2 separate regions of the Drosophila melanogaster genome follow, and region 1 is linked to region 2. A link is a contact called in public Hi-C data. All regions are on one chromosome and are shown on one strand. The core of a region is the stretch at or near the end of the contact, and the rest is flanking DNA. Distances in the headings are between cores, read along the strand shown.

Region 1 (6,980 bases), core at 2,342-4,841, 1.2 Mb before region 2:
CACGTTTAAAGCAAGGGGAATAATTAAATCACAAATATTTAAAGTAATTTATTCTGATTGCTTACTTGTTATTTTCTCATACATGTTGAACAATTTATATGCAAATTTCCAGACAACTTAAGGCTCTGACGCAAATTAGTTTAACAACATTTTCAGCTTTCTGTAGTTTGTGTACTTATATTTTACTATTTTTTTGTACTTTACTGGCTGTAAAACAATGTAAACAATTTGTCTAAAATGTAATGAAAATTGGCTTAGATTTTAATAAGAATGTTATGCAAAAATTCTCTGTTGCTAGCAAGCAAAAAAAAAAAAATAGAATACAAAAAGAATACAATGCAAAGTTAAATAACCCTGACATACATTTGCGGAAATTATTTTGTGAGCTGATTAAACAAATGCCAAATAAAAGCGAATAATTTTTCAAGGATTTTTAATTAAAATGTGCTGTGTGCTCAAATTGAAGTTCAATTTTATTTTTATAGGTCGATGAATGAAATTCATTTGGCTATTACATACACAAAATTATGCCTGGGAGTTTTATTTGCATTTCAAAATATCTTGTAAGTTGTTTGTAAATATTTACCTTCGATTTCGTAGACGATAGGCCATTGAACCTTGTTTAAATAAAGATAAATGAACAACAGAGTAAATGTGTTCAAAGTTGTAATGCGTGGAAATTTGAGACCCTACCCTTGAGATTTTTTTCCGCAATTTTTTCTCCAACACACGAGTCAATTAAGTCGATGACGATGTTCATATCTATTTATAAAACCCTTCGGAAGATGTCAAATGTCAATGCAATTAGCGGCATGCATTTTATATGCGTCCAACTGGGCGTATGAGGGATTTTATTAAAGCTGGAAAAAAGTGTATAGAAAATGGGAGGCAGCTGCAAAGTCTTTGACGATTTATGGCCAAGCATTTAATATGCAATTTGTTATTGTTCATTCGTTCGATCGTCGCATGATTCATTGCCATTCCATTATTCATAAAGTCTCCTTCTCCGTTTAATTTGAACGATTGTTAGCCGCACGAATTTTGACCAATTACGTGCTCTCTCTCTCTGTGTAGGGAGAAATGCGGAGAAACATAGAGAAATGGAGAAACGGTTGGGCAGAGAAGCCGGGAATCAGTTCTGAAATTGGTTTCATAATTGACTTTGACACAGACGCCGGCAATTTGCCGGTAAATAATGGGAATTGTGCCTGCAACGGCATACAATTAGCTGCAACTTTGATTGCCTGGGCTCAGGTGAATGAGATGGTTGAAGCCATGGGTATTTTTGTATTGGAATTTGATGACAAATGACAAATGAAAAAGATGTTATTACGAATTCAAGGAGTATTTTAAATGAATGATGAGATTATTTATAAATATTCAAGCCTGCTGTGCTTGTTCATTTTTCTCTCTGTTATTTTTAGAGATCTTAATAATCAGTAACTCTATAATAGTGTCCATAGTAATTTAGCTGTCATTCACTCTGCTCAATGTCAACAACTATCTAGGCGCGATGTAAAATGATTCGGATTTTGTCATTGCCGATGACTATGCCGTTTCGCTTCAATGCTTCGGGTTCATTCACGAAACGAAATATACGAAAATAAACAAATTCAAATCAATATACACCCCACACCGCTATGTTTTCCCTTTGCTGCGCAACGTTGCGTATACGTAATGCGATTTTAAAATTTTGTGCATGTGCATTTGACGATGTGCGATGCTTTTTCGATACCTTGCCCAACAACGTGCCACCGGGCGTGACCTATCCCCCCAACTGAACTCCCCTTTCACTTGCCAATTCGATTGCAAACGATTACATTTAATTTCAGGCTTCATATTGCAATCAAATCGACATTAGACCGGGCCCACAAATTGCCAGCGACTCGGTGTGTGCGTTCAATTCATTTGTAATTGCCATTGCCTGGCTTCAATTAGTGCCGAATAACCTTCAAAAAAATAAAAAAAAAACAAGAAAAAACAAAAAAAAAACCACACCAAAATCTATTTTATAAAGAAAATTAGCATGGGGTGCAAATGAGAGAAAATTGCAATTTATTTTTCACACAAAAAAAATTTTTCTTTTCTCTGCGAGTGTTTCACTTTCCGCCAAAGGCTTCAACCTGTCTGACATTTTGGCCACGATTTTTTTTTCTCGCACTCAGCTAGAGATGAGCCGTGATTTGAATTAGGTCTTGAAGATTATAATTTATTAACTCCTTAAAGTTACCAAAAAATTTATGTGAATTTATTTGCGAGTGTGAAGGAAAATTTACATTTACCGATGTTTACGATAATAATAGCACATTTTTCTCACGCACCCACCGCCAATACATTACTCTTATTCACTGTAATTAACTTTTGGTTTGTTTTTGTGGGATTTCAGCTTTGACATGTTGTGTCAGCCTCAGTCTCTGATTTTTCACTCACTTTTGCTTTTGTGGTAATTTATTCGTTGGCTCAAATACAAAATGTGTTGCATGCGATAAGTTGTAGAAATAATTTATATATATACCTTTGACTTTGTTAGGTGCCTAAAATCCCCGGCTTAAGTTTATTTCTCAACTCTTCTTCTCTGTGTTGTTTTTAACAAATTGTTGAGCACATCACGTTGTGCAAATAAATTCCCCCATGTTATTGTTAGCTGTTCGTTTTTTATTCACTTATATTTATTCATCGTGTTTGCGGTGTAGTTATCAGCGACGATTTTTGTTTATTTATAAGCGAGTAGTGCGCTTTAAAGTGGAGCAAGCCAATTGACATTTTACGTAGAACGGAATTCGTACACCTTCAATAGATCGTATATGTATGTACAAACAAATGTACCATATATAGAACGTTAAATGTATAAAAACCAAAGCAGCTTATTTAAGCTGCAAATTCAAGTGAAAATCCATACGTTTTGAACCCTTTGCATAAATCCAGCTTAAACATTCATAATTTGTGTGCTCGTAATAATTTATCCGCATATCGAATGGATGTTTTCATACTTTTACTCCTTGACTCTCATCTGGTTGTCAGTTTATGGCTTGTTTTTTGCCCGAGTACTGTGTTTTTCCCGTTGCTACCCCCACCCCCCTTGAGGTACCACCCATTCACATCGTGTAACATTACATACCTACAACAATGAGAAGAAAACATTTTTCCAGCAAGAGTCAGCCATATTTCTTGGGTTTTCTCTCTGCCTCTTTAACTGTCTCGCTTTTGGCCTCAAGCGAATCTGGCGGGCGCCCCGAAAAATTTAAGACCCACTACAGTGGTTATTGTTAAAGTGTATACTTCATAAAATATATGGAATAAATATCTAAATAATTATATCTTGATATAATATAGGTTCATAAAAGCAAACAATAGTACTTATTATTCATATTTAATAGTCAGATTTATCCATCTGTAAAAAATTCATGTTATCAATGCCTTACTGTAGTAGTAACAAAAAACTGCCGCTCAAGCGAGAATAGCAGCGAAAACAATAACAGCAACAACAAGCGAACAATGACAACAACTTTCGCGAAAACCCGTTGCTGTTTTTTGTTTGGTTATTTTTTAATGATATTGTTGCTGTTGCTTTTGCCGCGCCCTTCACTGGCTTTTGTTGTACTTGGTTGTTGTTGCCAAAATCTTGGAAGCTGCTGCATTCATTCAAACGTCCAACGATGCTCCCCAAACCGGTTCTCGCCACAGAAAATCGTGTAAAGAAAATGAAATAAAAATAATATAATGACGACAACGTCGACTGCGTTGTTTATTTTCGTGTGTTTTGCATATAGCGCACATTATTTGCCTTATTTTGTATTTGGTTTTCCCTTTGGGCCATAAAAAAAAAAAAAAAACGGGGAAACAGCCGCGGAAATTGGGGAAGACGCGTCCGAAATTGCCATTTCGTCTTAACAATTTCTGGTCTCGTGCTGTGATTCTGATGATGTGTAATATCTGTTTACCAGCCGGTTGGGTATGCCGATTTTATGATCTTTTGGACTGGGAAACAAATTAGTTTGAAATTAATTAACTGCTCGGTGTGGGAAGATGCAATGGGTTATTTTTTCCCAGCCATATGAATAAATTTATTAAAACAAACATCATGAAAAGCGCTGCTATAAATTAAGTCATTTTCCTTTGCATGTGAATTAAACCAATTATAAGTTAATTATTTTAGGACTTAAATGTTGAAGTGATTTTAAAGATGAGCTAACATATTCACTGTTCTTATATTAAACGAAACTAAATAGCGACTGTTGGCATTTCTTTTCAACTAAACATGTTCACCAAGCGAATTTGTCACCCAATTTTCCGGGTATTTTCCGCATTTCCCCCGCCGCTGCGCGATTCTCTTTGTTGGCGCCATTCGAAATGAGTCGAAGATTTTCCTAGCTGTTATTCTTTGTAGGGCGTCTGCTGTTGGCCAAAGTAATTCCCTCAAAGTGACACACATTTGCGAGATACACAAAACGAAACTAGAAGCAACTTAAAGATGCTGGACTCACTTCACTTGTGTGTCCTCCTTTTCGCACAGTTTTTATTATGTAACTGGCGGCTGCTGTTGACCAACAATTGACCACAATTGGAGCAGTCGCTGCGAGAGAAGCCCAGTTATGGTAAGAAGATCAGGAAGCCAAATAGTTGTTAGCCCATTTGCAGTAGTTTTACAGTTGGTTCCCCTTTATTTTTCTACCTCCAAGTGCCCAACAAACCCCCCCCCCCCACATCTTTCTCCTATGGCTCAGGTAGCCTAATTTCAACGCTTCAATGCAGGCAGCACTTCGAAGTTTTTCACCATGTGGGTGTAGTCTTTTTTATGCTTCACGTTGTTGTATGCCAGAGCTTATCTGAAAAAGCAGCATCAAGAGCAGGGAAAAGTGGGCGGGATTGGTCGGTCCAACTTCGGAATGAGTCGACATATCTAGTGCTGTTTTTGTTGACTTTTCTTTGCCTTATCTTCATCCTTTTGCTGATTTACGGGTATGTATTTCTCCCATTTTCTCGGCATCAATTGTTTGGGAAAGAGATTTTCCAATGCAAACTGAGATGGAGCCTCAAATAGCAGAGTAGGAATTTAAATATTTGTCCAGTTGAAGGAATGAAAATACAAATATTCCACTGGGAAACTTCATTCGCTTGAGTGAATATATTTATAAGCCTTTGACGTTCAATTTAAAGTTTATCTTTTGCGTTCGATGAAAGGGAAAAGATTGATGGTTTGTTCAAATTTGGAGTACATATTTAAAATTGGAAAGTAAATTCAATTTCGCTTAACTTGAAGTGCAATTAGCAGTTATTTTTTATACAATACTTTGTTTAAAAATCCTCCCTTTTAATGACCTGCCTAATAGGATTTTACGCACCGTTGGCAGTGCATTTTGTATTTCTTTGTTGTGAATAAATCCATTACTGAATTCCTAGCTTGCAAAGCATTTCGCTAATGATTGCACAATCGTATGAAATTGCAGTTTGCACACATATTTCAGGAAAAGCAAAAAAACAAAAGCCGCAGTAGCGGTAAAAGTGGGCGTGGAATGCGTCCATTTAATAAGCGGTGGCCCAAAATGGGGGAACGCCCGCTTCCGTTTCCGGCAGAGCGTTTTCATTGAAATGTTTTACCATGTATGCTAATTACTAATTTGCCCCTCTTCGTTTTCGTTTTCGATTGCAGCTAAGAAACAGAATGGAGCTGCCATACGCACAAATAGCCTGGGTTCGGGCACTAGGACGCCACCTTTGGAAAGGAAGAGCAAACTCAGTGCCCTGGGCAGATTCTTTAAGCCCTGGAAATGGCGACGGAAAAAGAAGAGCGAGAAGTTCGAGGCGGCCTCCAAATGTAAGTAAATCAAATGCATGCAAAATGTAGTATTTCTAATATTAATTAATATGATTTTTTTTTAGCCCTGGAGCGTAAGATTTCTGTGCGTGCCAATCGTGATGAGCTAGTGCAAAAGGGGATTCTAATGCCTGAGAGTCCCCTGGGCAATATTCCAGAACCAGGTAAGTTTTCAAAAAATATTATATCCTAAATAAATAGTCTTTACTTTAATTTAATTAAGAATATATTGAAAATACCATTCGAGTGAATTCTTGAGCAGTATTTACATCAAATCCATTCTATATAAAAGTAAAATCACATAAGACTCCAGCTGAAATATACATTTGTTATATCTCTTAATGCGTGCCAATCGCACAAATTAACTTGCTGATTATTCCCACAACTTTTGGATACCCCCTCCATTTCTTTTGTTTTATTTGTTTCCCTCTTTAGTTTCTTCTGTTTTATTTGCCATGTGCAACAAAACTTTTTGTTGGCTGCCAATTGCTGGCAAGTTTTGCTTACGGCTTAGCTAGAAGAGCAGCAAAAGCAAAGCGCAAGCATAACGGAAATTGGCCATAAGCCACGCACGATATAGCCAAGGCTTATAGTGTGATATCCCTCCCCCCCTCGAAGCCCCCACCGCCATCTGCCCGATCTGCGTAACTAGACAGGTTAGCACTCTGCTAAATTGTTTGCTTGCCAAAGAAGAAGCGTCTTCCTTCCGCTTGAGTTGCGTAGTTTAGCTGTGACTGGCAGCTCGTCAATTGGCCGTGTTGTGGTGAAAGACGAAAACAAATGGGGCTATGCAGAGAGAGAAAATAGCAGAAGCTTAATCTATAGATGCTAAAGAATTCGCGCTTGAACGTTTAAAGATGCCTAAAATTCGTGTTTTAACTAATATTTTGCTCAGTGCAATGGGCGAAGGAGGCACATAAGGGGCGGCAATGGGGGCGTGTACCTCAAGGAGGCGCCTTGTCGGTTTACTTTTTACAACTTTACGAGTTGCTGCAAGTCGTCGCCAAGTCGCGACTTTTCCGCTAAATGTCAATTAATCAGTGGCGGCTAATTGTCCATGCCCATGGCCAGTTGAGGCATCCAAGGGGAAACAAGACAAGCAACAGCCGTCCACAATAAAACGCGAAATGCATTCAAATGAGATTGTGGAGGAAAAGGAAAGGGG
Region 2 (6,814 bases), core at 1,884-4,383:
CGTCGTTTTGATCAGTTGACAATTTGAACTGCGCCGGGAAAGTGCTTTTATTGAATGGCGATCCTCTTTTTGAATCAGATCTAAGTGTGGAGGTATATTCATTCACTTGCAACTTTACGCATTGCGTAATTGATTTGAACTGAAATTAAATTGCAAACTGCCCGAGTGACCCTAATATATATGTACATATGCGGCAGTTTCGTTTTCAAAAAGAGTTAATTGATGGCGTGCAGAAAATACAGATGTACAGATACGAATGTGCGAAAAGAACGCAAAAGATGCAAGCATCTGCCAGCTGTAAAGTATCTTCTGGATATCGAAAATTATGGAAGCCTTTCTTTGTTTCGCCGGAGGTTCAGCGAACTGCATTTTGTTGTGGCGACAAACAAAATATTCGAAAAATTCATTCACATTTGTGGGAAGTTTTTCCTGGCATGGCAACAGCTATACCAGAGAACGTTTAAACTTTTCCTATACTATTTTTTTTCACATTTTTCTCGCACTCATCCGCTGCTTTTTCTCCTTTCGCCGAGTTTATTTTCAAATTTGAAATTGTATGCCAAAACAACAAAAATGTTTGCGATTGTCATGTGTTTGCAGTTTTCACCATTCAGCGGTTGTAAAATATTTCAGTGTTGCCTTTTGTTTCCTTAGTTTGCCTGTTGCTGCTGGACAGAAACAGGAATGTGGCCAAAAGATATTCTTCTCCGACTTGCATTGAGATATTTTCCTTGGGCTAAAAAGTGTCCTCAAGTATTTAAAATCAATTTCGCTTTTAAATGCATTGAAATATTTTCTTCGCTTCCATTTATATTTTGTTTTGTCGTAATTTAGTTTAGTTATAGTTAGTGAATCGTGTTCACTTTGAAATAGTTTTTTGTCAATAAAAACTTTTAGATATAAATCAAAATAGGATATTAAGAGGCTGTGCCTATTTAAGAATTATTTATTTTTTTTTTTGAAACTCTTTCATCGTCATAAACGAAGTATTTAAATTTGCACATAACAGAATTTTATCTTCTATGGAAATTTGAAATATTTGTACATTCGTTCAGATTGCTGTTTATTTTTGCTTTAATGAATTCCCAGGACTTTAGCCTGCTCAGCTATTTTGCAGGACATGCAGAAGATATTTGTGCCCTCTTTTTAGCCACAGAGATTTAAGACTCTCCTTTGTTTTGGTCTCGTTTGTGTTTTCATTATGCATATCTGCATTGTCAGGACTTTTGCAAGTTGACCCAACAAGTACACAAACGCCGACTTTCTATATCACCCAGCCAGCGTACGCATTGCAACTGCCTTTCTTCCCGGGGATTCCCCTTCTTATCTTTGGGTTTTTGGCACATTTTGACAGCAACTTCCGTTTTTTTGTCTTGACATTTCTTCTGGCGTCTCTTGGAAAATCTTCCTTTTCCCTGTTTTTGGCTTCTCTAATTTGCCGTTGCTTTGTTGTGGTTCCTCAAACAATTATTTTTGCATTTTACTAGGCAAATTTTTTCATGGTTTTAGTGGTCGTTCCTCAAAGTGAAAAGCAAGTGCCTACATTTTTTCACCCATTTTTTTTTTATAGCAAACTCAAATCGATTTTTTGCCTTTGATTCATTGAAAGCGTTCGCTGAATATGTATATATGTAGTTGCATTTTTTCTATTCATTCATTTTCATTGCTTCAATTACTGGGAAAGTTATTTATAAACCTTGATTTATTGGAAACTTTTTCCCATTTCATTTAACCCCCTTTTCTGATTTGCCATTTGTTACTTCTCATTAATTGTCTTTTGTTTGCTTTTGTTTTTATTCTTGTGCTATTTTTTGCAAAGCATTTATTTTTGGCCCGGTTTTTCATTAATTTTCGCATCTCATTATACAACGCACACACAGAGCGAACAAAAGTGTGATTTTCCCCTTCGATTTTTCATCGATTTCAATTGCGTTTGTTTACGCCTCCACCACCCAACGGCCGACCTTCGGAATTTGGCTTGAATTTTCATCAAGTTTATTTACTTGAACCGAAACAGAAATCACACATACGCCGCATTGGCCCTCGTCAGCTGCTCTCGCTCGTCCCGCTCCCCAAACTGACCTCAGTTACCCGTTTGCATTAAGTATTCATGCTGGTCTTAATTAAAAGCGCACGCATGTCTAATTGGCATTAAGCATACGCCAGGGTGCACTTGACCAGATCCAGCAAGCTGGCCAACTCTGGCTCCTGTGGTCGGTCAACTGGCGGCACCCGAAATCCCAGCTTTGCTATCATGTCTTCGGCAGGCCCTCTGCACTTTACATACAATGAAGAATTGGTTTCAATTCAAACTCGGTTGAAATTTATGAACTTAAACCAGATGCTTATTCTAATCATGGTTACTATATCGGAATCCGTGGCAACGTTATTGTTTTCAATCTCAACTTAATTTGCCATATATTTCTATTTAGTAATCACAAGATGTGTGTCTCAGAACATTGATAAGTGGTAGTGAATTGAATAAAAAATGTGTCTCAGTTTGCGAAAACTTTGTCAAGCCTGTCGAGGTGGGTACTGGTAAAAAGAAAAACGTGTCTGCATAAAAACTAATATTTAAAATACCTCGAAACTTTTATATGTCTCTGCGCCCAAGATAATTGGCAAACTTACAAAACTTCTAAGACATTCCACTGTCAATTGGAAAATGCCTACACGTTTTACAAAAAGACCAAAATATATATGTACATATGTGTCGCATGTCTGCTCCATCTCCCCAGTAAAGATCCCCAAAGGTCCAATTCAGAGATGTATTTATATATATACATTCGTGTATTTGGAGGCGTCTATATTTATGCCTTCCGTTGACAGCTTTAGCATCAGCACCTACACACGAAAATAGTCTGCAAAGTCCCAAAATACAAAAATGTGTATATGAAAGTTGCGATTAGCTCTGATCCATTAAGGCATTCGTGTTCCCCCACCAAAATTTGTGCATAAATAAATAAATTAGGAAAGTGGACGATTAATTAAACAATTCATTGAAAGTGTCACAACATTTAGCGATGAATCTGTGACTCAGCTATCTATATTTTAAAGATAAGGAATATGCGAACTATTTTAATATCGAAGGAACCAAGAAGAATTCTCTGCCCTTGACATTTTTAGATTGTTCGATCAAAACAAAATTAAATACACACCCGAATAACACAAATGAATTATGCCAGATTCGAAAGTAGTGGCGAGTGATAGAAGGAAGAGTAATAGCCATGCCAGCCTGCTCCTGACCACATCCTCCACTCATGTGCAGCACGCGGATAGCCATCGAGGTAATGCCAGGACACCGGATGAGAACGATCAAAATAGCTCGCTGCTCTCCAATGACTTTGTCCTGATGCTAGACTGCTCGCCAAGTCCACAGGATGTGTTCTGCGAAAATACGCCGGAGTTTAGGACTTCGTGGCTGTGGCTCAACAAACTGACCACCATGCATTGCCACACTCTCTACGATCTGCGCATGCGCAACGCGTACATGAGTCACTTCAGTGTTTGCCTAAACCAACGGCGACTGACTGGCGTTTTCGAGGAGCCTCCGCCAGCGGAGTTGGCTTGGGTCGACTTCACGGAGAAGCCAGAGGATCAGCAATGCCCAAACCTGACTGAAATGCAGCGTTCCTGTGATCTGAATCAATCTTCTCTAGCCGCAGTGCCCTCCTCCGCTTTGTCATGTGACTGCAGCGGTAAACGGTCGACGTCTGAGTACTGGGACACCTTCTCGAATTGTGCTCGTCCTTCCGGCGGGACAAGTGTCCCATCCATTTTAAAACCACAAGTGCAGAGGAGCCGACGGCTCCTCCGTCCCGTACACACGACAAGTGATGACGAAGTGCGTCAGCTTTACAAAAACCAAAAAGCGAATTTCCGTTTAAACCATTCCTCTTCTCCCTCTGCCACGCAATCGTCCACCAGTCGTTCCCAATCCTCGCCGCCCAAATTTTCACCCAGAAGTAACCAGAAGCCCAACGCTTTTCAAAATTCCGATAGTCAGAAGTCACCCGAAGATGTTCGAAAACGTATGATCGATTTGATGGAGCTTATTCGAATGGAACTGCGTGGTGAACCGATTCCGGATAACAAGGACATTTTGGAGGAGGAGTTGAAAAGATATAGGAATTTTTTCGATCTTCATTTGCAGGATGGTTCGGATTTTGACCCACATTCCAACTCGGGGCGCGTTCGTGTGCTTCTCAACATGCAAAAAGATCTGATAAGGATGCTCAAAGAGGATTTGGCATAATGACATATGTTTCAGAATCAGTTTCATAATAAAAGATGCCATTTTGTATAATATTTAAAGCTTGATCTTTTGGGATGTAGCTTTCATTTATGTAGCTATGTATACATTAATGGGTAATTTTTGTTTTTCCAGGTCGCAAATCTGTGGACGAATCTTCGCCATCGGCCAACAACTCCCAGCAACAGCAGCAACATTCCATTCCGGGCTCCGCCGCCGGATCTCCACAGCGAGTGGCCAACAAGCGTAGCAGCATCACGGTGAACATGCCGGCCGCCGGTCTTGGCCAGCGTCCCCCGAGCATTATATCGACCACCAGCCAGGACGAGGGTGGTTTCAATGAGTCCGCGCCCGAGCTGAAGGCCAAGCTGCAGCCCGCCTACGACCAGACGGAGGAGCAGCCGCATAGCCTGAATTACGTGGACGTCGGCTATCGCCTGAATCCCGATGGCAGCGAAAGTCGCGAGGTTTACGGATCGGAAGCTGAACTCTACGACACGGCCAAGGTGACCGATATGCAGCGCAAGTTCCACGGAGCCAATGGTTTTGGTCAGGAATCGAGCACGGTTTACGCCATTATCAAGCCTGATGTGCAGGAGTCCCAACCAGTGGCTCCCTCAAGAAGCGTTCTCATCCAGTCTCCAAATTCCTCCAGCGTGGAGGGATCTCCACTGCATCGCGGGTCGTATAGTTCCCCACCCGTGGGTGTGGTTTCACCTATAAGGCGGCGCAATAGCAGCAATCAGGATCAGAGTGTTGGTGGTGGAGGCAGTGCCAAAACCACGCCCCAATGCTCTCCCGCCCGTTCGGCCTTAGTAAAGGGCATTGCCCCCATTGCTTCGATCGATGCGCACGAAGAGGAGGAACTAGATCTCGTAGAGGAGGACGAGCACCTGGCCGTGGAGTATGTGGAGGTGCTGGAACTCCAGCAGGACGAAGAGGAGGAAGAGGCTCCGGTCCTTCCCGAGCGACGAGCTCCGGCTCAAGGCTCCCTTGAGCTTCAGGACTTGGAGTATGCCGATACCAGCGCTGGCGAGGATGAGGAGGACATCATAAACCATCTAAAGGACGGCGATGTATTGGATGTGGAACTAATCGACGATGTCGTGGATGAGGTGATCAAGGTTCATGTGAATCACAGTGTGGCCACTGCCCCTTCGATTCAAGCTGCTACACCAGCTGCAGCGATTCCACGGGAGGATAGCCTGCCGGATGACATGACCGCCGCCGAGGCCGAAAGATTGTTGAGCTCTAGGTGAGTCACTTTAAAGGAAGTTTATTTATTTACAATTTATTGTGTGTAATTTAGGCATGTGTCTTGTTTCTTTTATGTATTGTAATGTATATTTTGTACTTACTTAGTATGTTATTATAGTTTTTGTCATGTCAATTCATTATCTATTAATATAAGATAATGTGTAATTTGATGATTTTCTTTATTTATTCCTACATACTTTACATTTATGTATTACCTAGTTATTGTGTAGTTTATTGTAGTCGCAGCATTTTCTTAGATTTCTCACAATATCTGCCGATATTCATCATTGGAAGCTAAGCTATTCCTAGTTAATCAGCATAAGTAACCAAATGAAATAGCAACATTTGCCTTTGCCCATTCTGTTGATGCTAACTAAGCCATCTCATTAGCATTTTATGTATTACCTGTAGCCAATAATTAATCCAGAAATCCAGGCATTCCAGGTAGCAGGCGGTATGCAGTTTCCCTGCATTTTCTTGGCCCTGCTTGAACTTTATTCACTCGCTCACATATTGAGCAAATATTTACTTTGCAACACCCCACCGACGTCTCCTCTCCTCTGCCAGGTTACTATTCATCATCAGCTTAGTCACCTTTCAGCGCCGGCTTTGTTGTAATTGTAAGCTAATCTGTCGCTTGTCAACTGCTGATGCACTCGCCATCCGGAGTCTGTTCCGCCCGGAAGTGTTGACTCCGGCGGAGTTAAAGTTGCAGTAGCAGTTGCAGTGTGAGTGCACGTGAATACTCGCTTTGGTGGAGCTGAGCTGATGGCCACTTTAAACTGACAAACTCTTTTAACTATTTCCAACTCTAATCCCGTCAACTAGTCCCAGTCGTTGGTATTAGCTCAGGTAGTGGATTTGTTTGTGACCACATTCGATACTGGATTTCTAGAACTTGAAAGATTGAAATATACTTAGACGCTGTACGCTGTATTCATGCAGTATAATGTTTAACCCTTTGAAAGAAAGCAGTCCAACACTGAGTTCTTCGCTTGTGAACCCAAAATGCTCGAGTTCAAACACGGCGGTTAAACGTTTAAATATATCTAGATTTTCGCAGTCATTTATTCTCGGGGCCTGGCTTTCTGCGATTCAAACGATTCGTGGCTGCTCCCAGAATTGACTTGCCATTGATTTATTGTCTGCTGGCCGGGGAACCGGAGCTCCCACCCCAACCTCCACCTTCTGCAAGCTATTGCACATATTTAAATGCAATTTTCAAACGATTTCCCAGCAAGTTGTTCCCATTGCAATCGTTATAGTTTTTGCGCTTATTTGCGTTCAAGTTTGCGTTCGGTCTTC

The links. Hi-C and Micro-C count contacts between places; a contact is called where the count stands out from the background.
Region 1: a contact with region 2 is called in a Hi-C map of the Kc167 cell line, with 2.5 times the contacts expected there. A contact is called at or near these places in 15 of 107 Hi-C or Micro-C datasets (the Kc167 cell line, cellular blastoderm embryo, embryo and 4 more).

Annotation. Positions count from the first base shown.
Region 1 is chr3L:3,768,077-3,775,056 of dm6, reverse strand. CG32264 reads left to right here. Exons shown (of 11, transcript NM_206268.4): 3 at 5,651-5,815; 4 at 5,881-5,979. Among named protein-coding and RNA genes, the nearest start is that of ppk27, 16 kb to the right of the region's middle.
Region 2 is chr3L:2,523,292-2,530,105 of dm6, reverse strand. It overlaps CG32295, which reads left to right and starts at 3,133. Exons shown (of 1, transcript NM_167954.2): 1 at 3,133-4,307. The coding sequence starts at 3,179. The coding sequence ends at 4,255. It overlaps Spn (Spinophilin), which reads left to right. Exons shown (of 16, transcript NM_001259642.1): 4 at 4,388-5,507.